Regions from separate parts of the Mus musculus genome. Here region 1 is linked to region 2. A link is a contact called in public HiCAR-type data. All regions are on one chromosome and are shown on one strand. The core of a region is the stretch at or near the end of the contact, and the rest is flanking DNA. Distances in the headings are between cores, read along the strand shown. Region 1 holds the start of Ythdf3 (YTH N6-methyladenosine RNA binding protein 3). Region 2 holds the start of Armc1 (armadillo repeat containing 1).

Region 1 (2,700 bases), core at 172-2,671, 3.0 Mb after region 2:
ATACAAACTACATTTGTGTTTTAACTGCCTTACTTTTAGTGGTAGTTTTTAAATAGCAAATCATATAACACTAGCAATAACTGCACAAATAATTTCCTTCTCGGGCTTTTGTAAGAAACCAGATCGAGACACGCCTTCCAATCAGAGCGCTGCTGTAAGATTACATACTTGTTAGGAGTTCTATAGTGGTGTTGTCTCCTTGCAAGCAACTTCACTGATTCTATTCAGTGATTGGGGCATGATTTTCACCCAATGTGGCATAGAACGCCATGTGATTTGCCAAGTTTAAATGTAATCCCGAAATTTCAAACAGAATGCTGTTCACTTTAAAAACTTATCCAACTATACACAAATGTAGAAAAAAGTATGACCTAAGTTATGTAACAAACATAAATGGTAAACTGAAGAAATAACATTACGTTCATTGAAATACAACCAAGACAGCTGTTTCTTCTTAGTACTTCGGTTTCTACAAACCCAGGAGCTAAGTAAATGTTGTCTGTTAGCTGCGTTGGATGTTTTTCTATCCTTTATATTTAGAAAGAAGTGCAAAAACAAGAAAGAAACCGCTTACAGTTTTTTTTAAAAAAAAATCACATCAAGGGAACACCTAAGGGGAAAACAAACAAACAAACTCACCTTTATTTCCTTGCCCTTTAGGTCTCTGAAGCAAGACGACAGAGGTGGTAAAGAGGGGGAGGGGGAAGAAAAGTGCGTTAAACAGAGCCACTGCAAACAAGTTCTTCAGAACAATCCGCGTAGGTGTGAACCCCACCAGATCCTCCGCAACCTCTCCGCCCGGCCGCCTCCCGCCGCCTCTCCGCCTCGCCTCCGGCACCCGCCAGCTCCGGGCCCCGCGGCGGCCGCCGGGACCTCCGGGCCTGTGGTCACGGGCGCCGGCCGCAGACTCAGCCGCCCGCGCTCAGGCCGGCCTGGGCAGCAGCCCCGACAACCGGGACCCGCGGCGCCGTTACGGAGCTAGCGGCGGCTAGAGGAGCCGCGCCGCACGCGAGGGTGGAGCTCTGCAGCTCCGGCCTTCGCCGAGCCGGGGCCCTGCTCCCTCACCTGATCCACGCTAGTGGCTGACATTCTTCACCGTAACCCGAGAGGAACCGCCGCCGCCGCCGCCGCTGCCTGGGCCTCGCCGAGAGCACTCACAGCAGTCGACTACCGCCCTCGCGAAGCTCTGCTCCGGCCTCCGCCGCCGCCGCTCTCGCAGGCTCCAGGGAGAGGGCTCACGCTCGGGAGTCGCGGAAGGGGCCCGAGCTCGCCGCCTGCACACTGCTCGTCCCCGCTCGTCCTCCGATCCTCGGGCCCACAATGGCGGACAGGCGCCTCAGCCCCACTTCCGCTCCGGGCCGTCCTGACCTTCCGCTATCCAGTCTGACGTCCACGCACACCTCGCAGTTCCTCCCCCACTCCCGCCACGGCCTCGGGCTCCGCCCCCGCCGTGCACGTCATCGGAGAGGGGAGGGGGGCAGAGACCCGGAGGCGCAGCTGTACTTTAGACGCATGCGCGGTACCGTGAGCGTTGGGCTCGGGCGTTGTTAGCCTGGAGGCTACAGAAGCGGTCCAGCAGCGCCTGTCCGCTCAGCCACCACCGGGCGTGCGTGCGTGCGTGCGGGGTGCGGGAGCACGCTCTCAATGAATGCTTTCTAACTCTCTACTGGGATGGGGTTGGTTTTTATTGAATAAAATAGCCTTCGGAAAGAGAAACAGTTGCAAGACTGCTGCCCCTCCCGAAAAAAAGAAAATGTTAAAATGTCCCTAGAAACTGGTAATGTTACTTTCTTACCTGTTGGCAAAAACAAAGAAAGTCAGTCCAATTATAATTTTGGCATTTTTATTGAATTTCCTTCCCAAGTAAGATTTCTTTACAGGTGTGGTGTAGTGTGCATTCCTAACTAGCCAAATCCTTTTAAAACCTCCCAGTTTAAGTGCTAACCTATGAAGCAGGAAATTAGGAAAATCACAGTTTTCTATATGTAGTACCACAATATTTTAGAATCACTGTGTCAAGATTGCTTCTCATGCAAATCCTCAAAAGGCAATTTTAGGTGTGGTCAACCCAAATCCCTTTCTCTTGTGTTCCTTCTGTTCGGACCCTGAGCTGCAAATCAGTCCATTTCCCAAGGTCCCCCTTATTCTACATTGCTCTACCTAGCTCCCACTCCCAAAAACATTTTTGGTTTTCAAGGAGTTTGTCGGAAGAGGAATTGAGGCTGGAAAGTTGAAAGTGCATAGCGAAAACTAATAGAAAAGGCTTGCAGGCCTTGACTTTACTCCTATCTGAGAAGCATGGCTTTGGAATTCCACGAATCTCAGTTTGAATTCTTACCTAGCAATGATTAGTTTATAACCTTGGAGAAGTCTCTTAACCTAAACCTTGGCGTCATGAGTAAACTAAGGCCTGACATACATAATCAGCCACTTCTTGTTTCTTCACTGAGTGAGTCCCCGCATCAAAACTGTAACTCAGTGAGTACTCCTGAAATGTCAGGCAATATAATTGATTAAATAGTCACAGTATCTTGTGTGATAACTGCTGCTACAAAAATTGAAGGCTGGGTGAGGGAGCACATACCTTTAAACTCAGCACTTGAGGGTGGATCTCTGTGAGTTTGAGGCTAGCCTGATCTATATGAGTTCCAGGACAGCCAAGGCTACGTTTCAAAAATTAAAAATTTTTTAAAACCTCAT
Region 2 (2,700 bases), core at 83-2,582:
TTGTGCTGTACTGGGTATGCCCCTTGGACTTAGTATATTTACTTTTTTTTTTTTTTTTTCCTGCTTTCTACATTCACTGTTTTTAATTTAGGCTCAATGTTCTCTTACCACTAATCCCTGTCTTGGCTTTGTGAATAAAGCACACAGACTGGCTTTTGCCTGTAGGTGAGATGGTTATTTAGAGTCTTGTTCTTGTTTTCTACCAAGCTTTACTTTGGACTTGTTTTCATTTTGGGTTTTAATAATAAGATAACCAAGAGCACGGGAACATTAAGAAACTCAAGAGATGGACTCTTTTGTTCTTCTTCTTCTTCTTCTTTTTTTTTCTTTTTAAGTCAAGGTTTCTGTGAAGCTTTAGTTAGCCTAAACTGGGCTTGAACTTGAAATGGTCTGCCTTCAGCCTTTACCTACTTAGTGCTCAGATTCCGCCGTGGCGGTCTGGTTTATAAATTCACTTACAAAATATTGGAGATAATAGCGTAGAATACAGTCCGGTGTGGTGTCTTCCACATCCTTTCCAAATTAAAGCCCTTTCAAATTCCTTGTAACAAGAATAACAACAAAGTCCCTGTAACTTTAATGTATGAGCAACACGTCAGAATAAGATTGTAGAAACGAAGATCAAAAAGGAGTGTGGATGGATGTATTATTTTCAGATTAGCCTGCGAGACTTGGATAACAATTTCAGAAATACTTTGGAAAATAAAACGTACCTAGAGCAACTCCTCGGTAACTAGTATCGATAAAACAAGTATGTCTTTACTTTGATAAATAGAAAACAGCATTAACAAAACTTCATGATGAACTGGAGAACTCTCTTAACACAAGTCTCTGACAAGAGAAAAGACAAAATTCTTTTCAATGTCAAATCACTTAGGCCAACCCAACAAAAGCACTTCGCATCCCTCGCTTTGCTAGAAAGCAGCACTGAAAAGAAATGAACGAAATCCAGAGAGGCCAAACAGTGTCGACGTTCATAGTAAAAACTACAAAAAAACGTCCGAAGATTCTGGGTAAAGACGCACAGACGTGGATGAAGGGTTACAGGTTGTTTTATCAGACCTGGAAGACTTGCTGAAGATAAACTATTCTGTTCGCGTGTCTGCACACAGAAGCAGAAGCCCTTCCTGCCGCGGGAACCCTGGGAATTGTAGTCGCGGAGCCACGATGGCTGTAAATTTGTTTAGCACTCCGTGGACGGCGAGCCCTTGGTTCCAATTCAGTGTTCTGGGTCCTCATAGGTCCGGTCTAGCTCACCAATGAGCTACTAGGTTTGAGAACATCCCGCCTCTGGTTGGGTGTCCTTCCTCACGTTGCTTCATTTTCAGCCAATGGGATAATAAAGCCAGCAGAGGTGACAGGGTCACCGCGGAGCCTGCAGCTCCTCCGCCGCCAGCGACTCAGCCCTGTGGTTCTTTGAGTCGGGCCGTGGCTCGGGGTCTTCGCCGCCCGTTGTCCGCCGTGGTGGGTGCGGCTCTGATGCTGCGGCAGGCTCCGGACGCCCGGAGCTCTGGAGGGTACGTAGCCGGGGCCGAGGTGGGGCCGAGGGGCCGCTGCTGCGCGGGCCGGCCGCTGCGCCCGCCTCCTGCCGGCATCCCGCGGGCTGCCTCGGACGGCTCCGGACGTGCTCTTCTCTCCTCTTCCTTCTGACCAGCCAGCCCGCCCTACGAGTAGCGGGTGTCCATGTCGCGGCGTTCTTTCTGTAAATCTGCGAGCCTCTGCGCGCAGGCCTCCATTCAAGAGAAACTCGTGTACACAGGTGGTGGGCATTTGTGCACTTAGCTGCTCCTTTGGTGATACTGTCTCCTCAGCGCTTGCAGTAGAAGTTTCCCACTGGGTTAGTTCTGTGCTTGCATGGTACTTGCCAGACATTTTACTGTCTTGCCTTTTTTTTTTCCCACCCTGTTACCCGCTCAAAACTGCTACCTGAAGAAACTGAGGCTTGGAGACGGTAATTCAATTCCAAAAGAGTTACAGTTATAATTGCAAGGAGAAGCCAGATCGGGTCTCGGCGTTTGATAGTGGTAGTTGCTTTTCAACCCGGCTTAATCATTAAGGATTTAGGATAAGTGTGTGCCCGCAGCAGCTCTTAGCACGTGAGGGCTAAATACTTCTATTAACTAAGTGGTGATTCTTAGCTATAAGAAAAGGAATACCTTTCTGACATCTGCCCAGACACTGATGTCTCGCGTGTCTCTAACTCCGTGCTTCAAGACTTCTTGCCCGTTGGCATCCTCATCTGGAAGCTGGTTGGACATCTCAGATTCCCAGACCCACTTACACCCACTGAGCTTGAACTTACTTTTGGCAAGGTCCCTTAGGTGATCGCAGTGTCCTTAAAGTTTGCGAAGGGTTCTGTTTGTCAACATAGAGCCAAGGAAGAGAAAATAAGTTTGGGTCGTGATGGTATGCCTTTAATCCCTGCTTTGGTAGCTATTGGCAGGCAGATCCCTCCTAGTTTCAGGCTCATCTCAACTACATAGGTCAGCCAGAGCTAAGTAAGGAGAAGAAAAAGTAAAGGCATACGTCCTATGCACTGTGACCTCTACTCAGACTGAGATACAGAAAAATGAGAACAAAGCTTTTGTCATTTGCACGACGTTTCCCTTTTCAGAAAATGAATGTGTCTCTTGAGAGTTTTAACTTAGCCGTCCCAACTCTTAAAGTAGACATCAATGTTAACTGTTTCATAATTGTCTT

The links. HiCAR-type assays count read pairs that join an accessible place to other places.
Region 1: a HiCAR-type map of astrocytes shows a contact between it and region 2, with 10 times the contacts expected there. The contact joins the promoter of Ythdf3 here to the promoter of Armc1 in region 2. A contact is called at or near these places in 5 of 39 promoter capture datasets (the 3T3-L1 cell line, liver, neutrophils and 1 more), 1 of 484 Hi-C or Micro-C datasets (muscle stem cells), 6 of 115 datasets of contacts at active chromatin or transcription factors (astrocytes, embryonic forebrain, embryonic limb bud and 3 more) and 2 of 9 other capture datasets (adipose tissue and liver).

The regions. Positions count from the first base shown.
Region 1 is chr3:16,181,886-16,184,585 of GRCm38.p6, reverse strand. Ythdf3 (YTH N6-methyladenosine RNA binding protein 3) reads right to left here and starts at 1,421. Exons shown (of 5, transcript NM_001145919.2): 1 at 1,066-1,421; 2 at 640-664. The coding sequence starts at 1,089.
Region 2 is chr3:19,161,727-19,164,426 of GRCm38.p6, reverse strand. It overlaps Armc1 (armadillo repeat containing 1), which reads left to right and starts at 1,332. Exons shown (of 7, transcript NM_028840.3): 1 at 1,332-1,517.